Linked DNA regions of Bombyx mori: region 1 is linked to region 2. Evidence: chromatin contacts called from public Hi-C data. All regions are on one chromosome and are shown on one strand. The core of a region is the stretch at or near the end of the contact, and the rest is flanking DNA. Distances in the headings are between cores, read along the strand shown. Region 1 overlaps Ftz-f1 (nuclear hormone receptor FTZ-F1). Region 2 holds the start of Ftz-f1 (nuclear hormone receptor FTZ-F1).

Region 1 (7,226 bases), core at 3,974-6,473, 77 kb after region 2:
TTTCACTGAACTAAAGAGAAAACTATTATAGGTCGCCCCAAAGTAATGGTGATTATCTATGTTTTTAAATTAAACTTATTACTCTCATGCAACCAAAACCGAAATAAATTATCAACACTGTCTTTTTTAGAGGAATACATTTAAAAAAAATGTAAAATAGAAGTCAAACACGCAAATTAGCGTACCTTTACGTCACTTTTGTATGTAGAAATATTAAGTGATACTTTATATTGCTTTGTTCAGTGATACTTTGTATTATTATTGTTAGTCGTTGGTAAAACTATTCAGTCACTTTAAATAATAATAATGGGTATTCGATGCTAATGGAACCATCTATCCAGATTTCCTTTATATTATTAGTATTTTCAAATTAATTATTAATTACACACACAACTTATTTAATTTTATAGTTAATGAAATGAGAGTGTGTTTTTATGTTGTAAAATAAGAAATGAGAATAATATTATCGTAGGTGCCTAGGTAGTTTAGATATGTATGTATGTAAATGTAATTGTTTTCTTTAAAAGTTCATAATTTCAATTGTTTTCATTTAGTGTTTGTTTAGTGGTTAGTTAGTGCGTATGGGACCCATAGATATCATAACGTGTATGTTTGATATATGAAGAATCCATTGCGCATCAGAAAACAGAAGGCTGATACCTAAGCCGTGCGGGCTTACAATTCGTCACATCACTACTGAAAATTAACACATCCAAGTTAACGTCAGCCTTAAATTCAGCATTTATTAATATTGTAATGGTTACTTCAAAATTTAAATTTAGAGAACCCAAATAAAATAATATTAGAGTACATAGTGATGAACAAAAACTTGCCTACACATGTGTACTCAATATATTGCTATTTGTTCCACTGCGCAACAAAGCCGAGCCGGGTAGGGCAAGTAGAATGGCGAAGAATAATGACGGTTTTTACATGGACCGCTGACCGCAGTGTGGACAGAGTTTTACGTAACTCAAAGTTATTATGATATAAATTATTGCAACTACTGTTCGGAAATTCAGATACTTAAAACATGAATTATGTATTCACGAACTCGTACCTACATAACGTGAACAACTAACAACAATAATTAAACCCATTTAAGATATAGAATGAAGGACTTGATTAAATTAATTTTAACGCTCTTTGGCGTAGGGCGTAGGGCTTTGTTATACAAATGCGATGCAACTAATTCCAGCTTACACCGTCTTTTGTCTCTTTCGATCGTGTTTGAAGCCGACTTTCAATGCAGAAGACAACGTGCCGTAACCATTCCTAAGTTTCCACCGCGCTTATTAAATAAGGCCACTAATGTTTATAATGGTATTATTATGCAAGGTATCTAAACGATACGATTGTGAATCTAGTACTGTAGGGGTCACGCGTTCAGAGCTAGGACAGATGTTAAGTCACAATAAAAACGCGCGCGCCAGCCGACTATTTCGGCGCGCTGCCTTGACCTGAATAGAGTGTTTCGACAGAGCGGCCTCGCACACCGGGCCTTTCTATTTTTTAGGCATTACCTGTCGTATTATTACGACATTTCTACGAGTGCCGCCATCTTAGAAGGATTTTTGTTGCGCTTCAAAACCGTTTGTAATAGCAGAAATAAACCAGTTTCCCTATGTTTAACATAAAATGTGTCATTGTAGGGTTTTTAGTTTTTAACAAAATCTCCAATACGTTCAATATATTGTGTATACATGGAGTAATCAAATGCAAAATCTTTAAATACTGTTAGTGGCAAAGATCCACTTGGACTCTAATAAGACCTAGTTAAAAATTCCAATCGTATTATATGAAAGATCTTGACATAGTTGGGCGGATCATCACGGTTGATGATTTAACAGTGTTGTGTAATGGTGTAATGATCGTCGACGTAGGTATCTCAACGCGCGATCGTATGCGTGCGGGTGTTCGGCAATAATCGGCCATCACCGGCTTCATTCGTACGGTGAGGCGCGGAGTGCGGGGTGAGCACTCCGCCAGCCTTGACCAAGTTTCACCGGCTCGTCGGTACAAGGAGCGATCCCCACCTCTTCCCGTCCTTTCAGTACATACTATTTTTTATCTCGTTGACACGATTACTTCATTTGACGGCCCTGACGCGTATGCCAAGGTCATATTGATGATCATGCAGCCTAAAATTTCTGAGATTGTTTAAATTAAACACCCATTATAAAGTTTTGGCTGTAAAAGAGGCAAGGATACCGTTCGATTTTGCGTGACCTCGTTCCCAAGATAGACCTTGACCCATCTCTGACAATTGGGCTACAGGCCACAAATAACATCAGAATGCGAGGTGAACACAAACGTATGTGTCTATTTCGGCCCGAAGTCTATTTGTCACAGAGACGTATGTTTTTGATTTGTAAAAATGACCTTGACCTTGATCTAGTTTAGCTTAGTAATAAATGACTGACCTCGTTTACCGCATTATCGACTATCATAGTATATTCATTCGTTTACAATATTATGAGTTATTAATAAAATACTACTACATATCAATAAACTCTCAGCTGTGTCTATGATACGAGAAACGACCAATGCAGATTTGCGTTAAACGAATAATGAAGACCTATTAATAGGTTTTTTATTAATGTTTTAAAAACATTTGTAAGTTTATGAACAACGTACTAAAACACCGCGATGCATATTGACTCTTTTTTACTGACTACAAAAATAAATGTTGTTGCATTTAAACGTATTTTATGCTTACCAATAATTTGTGGTTCGTTGTTAACGTGTTTTAAATTAAAAATAAATAGTTTTAAAATTTACATGTTACTATTTAACCGCAAAATACCCATTACGATTTTGTTCATTTTTGACATTGCCATAATAAATTGCACACTATTCTTCTTAACAAGTGGTAATTAGTAAAATGATAAAAACATAACATTAAAACGAAAATTATTGATTGGTGGTGGGAGTATTACGGATGTTTACTTTTTGTGTAATCCTTAATAATTAAGAATACTTTTTTTTAAATTATTACATCGCAACTTAATTTTGCCACTTCAATTTAATTAGTCTGTATAAATAAACAATGAGTTCAACAGAAATTTACCTTACTGGAACTCTGAATCTCTGTTAAGTTAAGTTGGTTTATTATAACTAAATAACATTCATTCAAGACCAAACATTATTTTTGTCCCATGGAAATTGAAAAAATCTGATTTAGATTGAAAGTAATTTCTGTGACCATATTGAAATACAGTACTATGAGTTTATTTATACACATTAATTAAGTTATACTAACTTATGCATTGCAAATATATTGATTTACAAAATATTGGAACCCCTACATATCGTACGAAATTGCATTTTGTCAAACCTTAATCCTAATACTCATAACATAAGTAAGCATTTAAATATAATTTATCATTCAAGAAATGTTTAACATATAAAACATAAACTCACAAACATTCCACACTCATAGAAGCAATTTTTATTATCTCTTAGTAAATGTTATCGGTCTCAAAACGAATTATTATAGTACATTTTCAATCATTATTGTTTTTAACATAGACTAACTGGCAAATGTAAAGTTTATTTCTGTTAGTGAAAAATCCAACAAGATTTATTCAAAAACTAATTAGAATCTCAATACCTACATGAGAGTCTGGTTTGCAGTACAAAGCCGGCTGGCTGAATCGCACATAGCAATGCTTTAAATCCGTTACACATTCCATCTCTGTTTAACCTTTAAAGAAGCCCTACAATCTATCCTTATCGCACTATGCGCGTTAGCCACTCTTACAATAAAAACTGGTTGTTATTTTTAACTCGTGGGTTGGACGATTCTGCTATTCACTGAAAGCCCCTTCGCTTCCAGGTTCAATGCTGTTCAAGTCTATACTTGCATTTTATAATGTAGTATGTATGTAGTAATTCTTTAGGTTCTTTAGGTAGTAATTCTGTAGTAACGCTTTCACAATAAAGCTGAAATATTTTGATTAATTGTGCACAGGGCACAAATATAATAACCGATGACTAGGTACTAAATTATTTTGTATTTGGGAAATATCTCAGAAAGTTAGCACAGTTTGATTTATTTAATTAAATTACGAGATTAAATTCAAGACACAATGATTTGTTAAAAAAAATGCCATGATTTCGTTTTGTTAACGTGTCCCGAATCAATCACTTAATATTTAACGGAACTGATAAAATATCACAAACTTTACTACAATCACTATATGTGTTATCTTTTTATGATTTTCAGCGGTTCGAGCAGATCGTATGCGCGGTGGTCGCAATAAATTTGGCCCTATGTACAAACGAGACCGTGCCCGTAAACTACAAATGATGCGTCAGCGACAAATCGCCGTTCAGACTCTGCGCGGTTCTCTAGGGGATGGTGGATTAGTCCTTGGTTTTGGTTCTCCGTACACAGCTGTATCCGTTAAACAAGAGATACAGATTCCGCAAGTATCATCATTGACGTCCTCGCCTGAGTCGTCGCCGGGACCAGCGCTCCTTGGGGCTCAGCCACAGCCGCCGCAGCCACCTCCACCACCAACTCACGACAAGTGGGAAGCCCACTCACCACACTCGGCGTCGCCGGATGCTTTCACGTTCGATACACAATCGAACACCGCCGCTACACCATCCAGCACAGCCGAAGCTACTAGCACTGAAACTTTACGAGTTTCTCCAATGATCAGAGAATTCGTACAAACCGTCGATGACCGCGAGTGGCAGAATGCACTGTTCGGACTCTTACAAAGCCAAACATATAACCAGTGCGAAGTAGATCTCTTCGAGTTAATGTGCAAAGTGCTGGACCAAAATTTATTCTCTCAAGTGGATTGGGCAAGAAACACAGTGTTCTTTAAGTATTTAAAGGTGAATTATTTTTATTATTACTTTTTACACAAACAGGTGAAGATTGAGACCACCTGATAGTAGGGAATCCGTTATCCAAAGACCAAATCAAGACCTCCGGACGCAATGAGAGCCTGATCAACAGTAAACATGCAGATAAGTATGAATTATCCTAACCCAAATCCTTAAACCATATCCTGGTGTACACCAAATTGCTGGCGAATATGTAGCTTTGCGATGCTGTGCTATAAGTTTGTTTGATTTATTGATTAGCTCTGCGAATGTTTATAACAATTTGTCTAATAGTTTGCGCTCATTACTGGGTGACTGTGTGAGTAAGGGGCGCGTGTGACGCAGTGGGCGACGCGGTACCTCTCGCAATCGATACACCGCGCTGTCCGCGCCACGCCGCACCAACTGGGTCAAGTTCCCACGACAAGCGTGCCGCGGTGCCGCCTTCTAATACATACTCCCTTACTTTTCTTTTCCGAACTTCAAACATGTTTACAAAATTAGAATGATATATTTCTCAAATTAAACTTCGAAAGCTTGGTATTTCTGTAGTACCAACGTTTCTTGCGCTACTATAGAATATTTAGTGAGAAAAAAATGAACCATCACCGAAATCAGAAATAACTGAATAAAAAATATTAAATTCGTTCTATGGCACAATAAGTTTGTAAGTCTAAGTGGGGACAATCAATTTATGAGGTGTCATAAATGAGTTCAATCAATCAGTAGTAGATGTCAATCGACGAAGAAACAGAACAGTGGTGGCAATGGCAGCCACACTGGTCGTCGTACGCTTACGCAAGAGCCGCAGTTCTATCACGTGGGAGGGCGACGTTGCCGGTCTGAGCAAATATTCTCGTCTCTTTCTAGCAGATATAAACTCTTCAACTAGTAATTTTTGTTTGTGCTAAAATGACGCGTCTTATTTACGATCTTTCTCAGAATCGAGACGACGACGGAACTAAGTGCTATTTACATGCGTTTACGGAAATTCGATGTTTTCCTTTGCAACCCATATAAACTATATATATATAGGTCAATTTCACATTCCAAAAGATATTGAAATGATACCAAGCGTTGCCGGTGAAAATGGGGTCATAACGAATTTAATAATTCAAGGGGGAAGATGTTGATGACCTAAGCTTTCTCCAGACAAACGTGATGTAACGATGCAGGCATGCGGGGCGGCAACGCTGCACTTTCGTCGTCGCACTTGACACAGTGCCCGTGGCCGACTTGCCGCGAGAAAGCACTTTTTACCACATAGTGTAACCGATAGCTACGGAAACGTAACGAGTTGCGTGGCCTTTCTTCGCTTTCTCTTACATAATGTCTTACAAATTACGTTTGATCATATAACAAAGCCGTGAACTTGAATAGAAGAACGACTTTTCAAGTAATAATTTGATTATTTTTCCACGGTAATTTTAGGGATTTTAAATATGTAAATTAACCTCATTCTATTTTCGTATCTCGTAATCAGTATCAACATTAAATTTAAAAAATCCATTAAACCAAACCCCAATTTAAATATACATCGCGATTCACATACATTTTCTAGAGGTAAAATTGTTTTTCAACAGTCATGTTTTATTGTGACACAATTTCAATGATAAAATTTACCATTTCGCCTTTCACTTTCGTGATCGCGTCATTCTCCTGTAGTCTAGATATTAGTCAAGCCTTGATTTCGACATTACTAATAACTGAGTGAGACCAGTCATTAGAGCGACTAAATTTACGCTCCACAAACCTTAAATTTCAATTATCGATTCAAATGTAACATAACCTGTAACATTTAATTTTTGGAACTCGGATGCTAGTCACACTATGGCAACATTAAATAATACCTCTAAAGCGTTACAATAGTAATATCTAAACTAAAACTTTCGATAACAATTTCCTTTAATTTTAATATTTCCTAGATTTGCCAGTTTTGAATAATATTTTTTTTTGTTTTTATATTCGCAAAGTACTTTACAATTCTCTACCGTACTAAATGTCAAAATATTGCCATAATCTTTGAGAAATGATTGAGTTCGCTTACCGATTGAACAACTTGATTACATCGGATCGATCCATCGCGTTGAGCAAGCAGTGCACGATGTAGCAACACCTTCGAGATCTAAAATTTAGTTGTAACACATTTCGTAAACGACAAATTTGACGGGCTCGCACACTATCCATTTTTTCTCACGTAATTTTATAAAAATAGGGTACCGAAACACACAAAAACAATTAACGGCGTATTAAAAAAAAACTATTGTGTGCCAGTATTTTTATTTGAAAATTAAGAATTTTAAAGTTAAGAAATAATTTTCGTATTTAAATTGAGTAACTACTCAAGTGCTCGATGCTGTGTTCACAACTGTTCTTGCACTCTT
Region 2 (6,729 bases), core at 1,920-4,419:
TTTGCACACGAATCAAGATTTTTTTTTTTTTTTCCTACCTGTTCTGAGAGCCTTGAGAGGCTATTTCAGCGTAACCCTAACGTTTGTAGGTGAGCTCACGGGGCTCAAACCTGATGACGTTGCTAACACGAACCCTAGCAAGAGCCGTGCTTCGCAGAATCTACCACCGGATCGGAAACGCGACCCACTGAGAAGATACGGCGAGAAACTCAGTGGGCTGTGTCTGAGAGTTAATTTACTCGTCGAGCCCTTCGTCGCAAGCGACGGGTTCGACGAGAACGGTGATCGGTGCTTGAAGTACCTAAAAGCACCGTTAGTGGATCGGGAGGATCCGAGATGACGTGTTTTGGGCGACGTCGACTGCTTTCCATTCTGTCCGCAGGATCGGGAATGTAGTTACCGGCGGCCACGATGAGGGTTCTCGTGTCGTGCCGCTTTATCGAAGTGGCGCATCGACGCCGACTGTAGATACTTACTGATGGACTCTAAGTCCAGGTCGTCATGGAGGTCGACGTTCCTGACGAACCACGGGGCTCCGACGGCTATCCTGCAAAAACGGGATTGAATAATTTGGAATGATTTTAAGTGAGTGCGGGCCGCGTGAGCGAACACCACACTTGCATAGGTCATGACGGGGCGTATGCAAGTTTTGTAGAGTGTCACCTTATTTCTAAGGGACATTTTACTTCGCCTACATATCATCGGGTAGAGACGTCCTAGAATGAAGGCGGCACGGTCGCGTACCGTCTTGATGTGAGGGCGGAATGTCATCCTACTGTCGAGGGTGACGCCTAAATATTTGACCTTCGGGGCCCACGGTATGGGCTGGTCGAACATCGTGATTGGGCGAATGGCGGGAGCGGAGGTGTTGACGCGCCTAGTCGGGAGAGGGATGCTCAGCGTGGTGTTCGGAGGGCGACCCCTTTTGAAGAGCACCGCTGTGCTTTTCGTGGGGTTGATGTCGATGCGCCACTTCCGGAACCACTGTCCCATGGTGGTAGCTGCGGTCTGAAGTCGTCGATGAAGCAACGCCTTCTTCCTACACGAGTAGTAGATGGCGGTGTCATCGGCGAAGAGCGCCAGATGGGTCTCCGGAGACCGGGGTATATCATTGATATACAAACTAAATAGTAACAGGGAGAGGGCGGAGCCTTGCGGGACTCCGGCTGTGACGTGACGGGGCCGGGAACGCGTTCCCTCGACTCGATATCGGAACGAACGGTTCGACAAGTAGTCTCGTATGATGAGCACGAGTCTGTCTGGCACTCCCATGTTATACAGTTTGTATATCAAACCGTTGTGCCAGACTTTGTCGAACGCCTTCGCTATATCGAAGAAGAGGGCTCCTGTCGGAATGGGACGAATCAAGGACCGACGATAATACTTATATACCTACGTTATACATACGGCCTGAATAGTTACAACATTAAAAAAGAGGTGAAATTAATTGTTACTTAGCGTAAATAGCAAACTAATTGCTATTTAGGTAAGCGTGTTTTTAAGTTTATAAACTACATATTTTAAGTAATTATGTGTCTAATTCGTTCACCAAATATTCACAGGACGCAGCAACGCGTCATTAATTAAACCCGCAGAGTTAAGAAAATGTCTAATATGATAATTATTTGAAATATTTGATTTAGGGACAGATTTTACAAAATTGACTTTTATTTTATGTTATTGTGTGTTTGCTTTTTATAATGAATTACGGGTTCAAGAAATATAAACTTACTAAAACGACAAGAATTTATGCTTAGGTTAGAAAATTAGTCTCTTATTTTACTTTCGGTTTGATGCAAGAAGAATTGGTCAACAAATATGTTTCCAGTTGAAAAACCAAAACACTGGTAAGTTTCTGAATTAACGTTGAGGTCAGCAGATATCTTAAAACAAGCTACTCTTTCTAAAAGTAAAACTAAATCTTATTGAAATAGGTACCTAACTTCATTTTTTTGTTGCTCTTTCTTCTGTAATGATGATAAGGGTCTGATGTTAACATACTTTTCATATGTACTGAAGAATTGTTTTATAGGTAACAAGCCATAAGTAATTTTAGAGTTTATAGACGATTGGATTTATATTCTGCTAAATTAAATTTGTCATTGACAATAATTTAATTTGTATTTACAACATCACCATTGCAACAGCTTCAAATGAATTGGGTCAGTTGCACGCATTGTATTTTTTAAACAATGTCAATAGATGGCGTACTCAGTTAAGGTGTTTGGTTGGTTGAGCAAAAAAACAATTTTCGATGCGAAAATCCATTAATATTTTAACAAGCTCATTCCATTTATAAAATATTAATACTTAAAATGTTTAGTTTTAAAAAAAAGTAAAAAAGCTTTAACCTTGAATTGTTACGGTGAACAACGCCATCTGTGAAAAATAGGTTCTAACTAACGTACTGCTTCGAGTGTTTTTCTTGAAGAGTGCGCTACTTGTTTCCGGAATGTGCAACACTGATACTGTTCTTTTATTCATCTTTATATTTTATAATTTGAATATATTATTCAGTATTAAAAAAATATCAACGAAAATTTCTTTAAGAAATATTAATAGTTTAACCAACGGAAACTAAAATCGTATTTTTAAATAAAGTGATTCGTGCAGTCAAACTCATAAAAATTGACCTACATTTGGAGCCCTTGTGAAAGGATTGTGCAATAGAAACGGTCATTTATTACACAACAGAGTGTATTCATAAGCATACGTATTCATTTAATATTATTTTCATTTATAATTGCGCTTGTAGTTTTTTCAGAAATAAATATATTAAGCACATTCAAATTGAAATTTGTTATAATTGATGATATTAATACACATTATATCGTTTATAATATTATATTTCATAAATAATATTTTAAAGCAATTATTTATCCCTAAAACGGGCTATGACACATATTTATTTCAAATTAGGTTAATTTCTCGCTGCCCTTTACCGACTTATTTCAATGTCAGTCATCAGTACAGTAGCTCCATTGAATCAGAGTTATGTCGGTCGGAATATCAAAGTGTAAGTGAAGTGGCCTAGAGACCTACATTTTGTTTTTGAAACGTAAAATCGCTTTATGGACGATTTTTTAAATAGAATATTTCCCTAGACACCTAATATATATCGTAGAATTTGTAGGCGATAAAATACGGTCGCCTCGTCAGATTATTCGTGTATAATGCACGAAGACGCTCCAAAAATGAGTATAGCGCAAAGTCTGGCCGCCTCCACGAGCCAGCCAAAAGGTGATATCGTTACAGAAATTCCCCTGGAATTCGCCATGAGCTCTATGGAGACAAAATCTATCGAAACAACCAACGTGGAGTTGAAAATTACCTACGTAGATCCTACAACTGGTAAGTTTTCATCGCATTCTAGAATTATCAATTCTATCTTTTCGTACCAGTCTGTAGCAAAGGCGGATATAGCGGAAATTCAGTCATTCAGTCTTATATCCGTCTAATGAAGCATGCACTTTTAATGACTTTCGTAAACATTTTCTAATTGAAAGCTTATATCTACTGTCTTACCCTTATTAGAACTTAAAATTTTAATAGGTATGAGAAAAATAAATTTATGCGTCACATTTTGTGAACATATTGCTTTTAGTGAACATTTAAATTGGATTCCGCTAAAAGTTATAGGGATATGAGGCCTGGACCAAAACTCAAATATTTTATCATTCAAGACAAGTGTTGTATAATAACGCATACATATATATGTATGTAGATACAATGTGTTGTATGCATTGTAGAGGCTACCTGCTCGTACGCTCGGCTGCACGGTGTGGCAACGTCGCATTTGTTTTTTGCGTTATCCTGCGATAGAGTTAGCTGTGTGGAACAGAGTTTTAATAAGTAGTTACTGAATAACAGTGGCTCACGGAACGTGTTTTAAGAATAGTATGAATGTATAATTAGCTTCCACATTGCGGTGAATATTGTCAAATAGTGATGTTGAACGTTTTGTATGCAATGGACGGTGCGTCCACGCATTTTGGTTTCGTTCGGTGTCAGTAGGGCACGTTTGCTTGATTCTGTCAGTACAGATGTCAGTAATGGCTTCGTGAATTACATCAATCAAAGATCTTCGAATACTTGCTGGTCAACATTGACTTAATAGACACCTAAACAGACAGAGTCACCTATACTCATTAAATATTTGATAAAGCTCTAAGGAAATCGAAGTAATAGTATGTTGTAGAAAGATTAAACCCGGTTATATAGGTACGTCAAGCTTGAATAAATTGGTACGTTCGGTTTCTGAATGAAACCATTTTAAACTGCTTTTTTTTTCAATGTATTCTGAATCTGAGGAACGAAAAAGAGCTAATGAACTAATAATGAGATTTAGACAATCGCATGCTCACAATTTCGTATGAGTTTTAAAGGAACAAACAGAACTTAATTGATTGTCAACAGACTTGTTTGAATCTAACAGCTCATGTTGAGTTCAAGCGGTTACTAAAAACTCTATAAATGAGTCTACTATTATCAAAGCCGGCAATGTGACTTTTGGACAATTATTGGTAAATCAGAAAAACGAATTATTGACTTTGTATTCCATTGGCAGTCACAAAACTCTTCTGAACGACATCTTAGATAAATAACAGGTTAACTATTAACCTTTATTTAATGCAAGTTTTGAACCGTATTCTTTAAAGGAGACTATTATATTCAAATCAATCTGTATTGACATATCAATAAAAAGTTTTTGTCCAAATGCACAGATTGCCACCTTTGATAATAGACAACTCAAATATAATGTAGTGATTAGTGTCCACAAGTGCACATAATTAGCTTAAAGACGAACACTGTCAGACCTCCCTCAAGGCCCGAGCCAACGAACGGCTTACAAAGTTCACGACAAGTGCACCGATAGAGAATCTATTTGCAATTTCATTATCATGTAATAATGTACATATTGCGCCGACATTCAATATACAATATAAACACTAAGCTTTACGCTACATTGATATTTTGTTATCAAAAACCGTAGATCAAAGATGAGTAGGAGTAGGTTTTGGGTACACATAAAAATTTTGAAGCTATGAAATCGTATCTTTCATGATTAATCATACCACATTATCACCTATCTATTTAAAGTATCGATACTAAAATCAATGTTGATATCGCTTTTAAGTATTTAGGTGGCTCTAAATAAAGAGACATGAAACACTACATATAAATTGAATGATTTCTCGTTGGGATCGTAGACAAGAAAATCGTAATTATCAGTCGCTACTTGGTGCTTAGCTGTTTTAGCTTAGCTGAAACGTTACTTTGTTATTGTCTTGTGGTCGTTGTTGTATTACACTTCGGAGTTTCTAATACGGAAAGCGATGCTGAGATGAGGTGCAAGTTATAAATACGTTCTTTATCATGTTCTGCTCACTATTGAAATACAAATCAGCGCAATTGTTGTGTATTCGCCTTCTTATTCAACATTTTTAAACCCTAAACTAGTTAGCGCTACGTAGTTTTTTTTTAAAACATATCGGACTTGAAAGTGATAATCGTCGAATTGGAAACACTTGGCGCCAGCGGTCTGTGAAAAACACAAGACTGTAAATTAAAAAAAAAAGTGTGTGTGTCCGCTCCGACGCACGACTGGAGTTTACTGGATATAAAAAATTAAACGAAACAATACGAGAAATAGTTCTATATTACGACAACACGATACACTACAGATTATTAACAAATTAACGAGACACAAAACAAACGACTAACAAATATATGAAAATACAATAATGAGAGAAACGCGCGATCAGTACGAGGCTTTGTGGCGGACTGCCGGCGCAGCAGCCCGGCGTCACCTGCAATAACGCGGCCGCGCGTTGTCTCCTGATTGGCGCGCGCACGCATCACGCAATCAGGAGCCAATCAGGCGCATAACGCATTTCGTGTGACATGCTAGTACGATTTTGATTGGCGCGCGCACGCATCACGCAATCAGGAGCCAATCAGGCGCATAACGCATTTCGTGTGACATGCTAGTACGATTTTGGTCCCCATAATTTTCATACCCCGGGCCTATATATGTAAATCGATTCTAAAGGAGTAAACTCCAAAAAAAACAGTGCTAAGTGACCTTTTTAAATCCCACGCCGATATAAGACAGTCGGTAAAGTAATGATGAATCGCGACTAAGTACTGGAACAATCTCAAGAAACTTCATTCAGACTACTTAAGCGGAATCCTAGCATCTCTGACTAAATGTGGAATCTTAACTCTGTGTTCAGATTTCACTAGAGGGCTTTTGCCAAGACGAAATCTGACCACGTTACCGAAATTGGCGGGCGGTTACAAATCTAACAATCTGAAAGTCGCGCTTTCTGGTCCCACGCCAAGGCTGCCGAGAGCAACTTTGGACGATCCAATCTACCGCCACTGATGATGACGGTCTGGCTTTTGGACATGGAACCCAAGTGACCGTTGATGCCTACCGTTCCACACCATAATCGATAGAACTGCCATTATATAATAAGGTACGGTGTTCTTTCTCATGCTTTTCATCAGGCATATCAATGATATTCTGTCCTGGGATGGGATGCGTCTGGATGATACAGTTTACCAATCATCAGAGTGTATTTCAGCGCATGATTTTAGGACACGATCAAAACTCGTGTTTAAAGTGGAGATCTCTTTTGGGCCCGTTCTTTGAATAGGTCAATTGAAATTGGTTCCATTCAATTCATTGATGCAGGAACAGTTGTTCATTCATGTTTTCTCCTA

Evidence for each region. A called contact is a pair of places that touch in the nucleus more often than the background predicts.
Region 1: a contact with region 2 is called in a Hi-C map of midgut, with 3 times the contacts expected there. The contact joins the enhancer-like site here to the promoter of Ftz-f1 in region 2. A contact is called at or near these places in 6 of 7 Hi-C or Micro-C datasets (middle silk gland, midgut, posterior silk gland and 1 more).

The regions. Positions count from the first base shown.
Region 1 is chr1:11,292,953-11,300,178 of ASM3026992v2, forward strand. Ftz-f1 (nuclear hormone receptor FTZ-F1) reads left to right here. Exons shown (of 7, transcript NM_001044063.3): 3 at 4,229-4,851. Among protein-coding and RNA genes, the nearest start is that of LOC732961, 21 kb to the right of the region's middle. Within about 2 kb of position 5,224, at least 8 of the 8 cell types and tissues checked have open chromatin away from gene starts, as enhancers often do.
Region 2 is chr1:11,217,598-11,224,326 of ASM3026992v2, forward strand. It overlaps Ftz-f1 (nuclear hormone receptor FTZ-F1), which reads left to right and starts at 3,170. Exons shown (of 7, transcript NM_001044063.3): 1 at 3,170-3,351. The coding sequence starts at 3,174.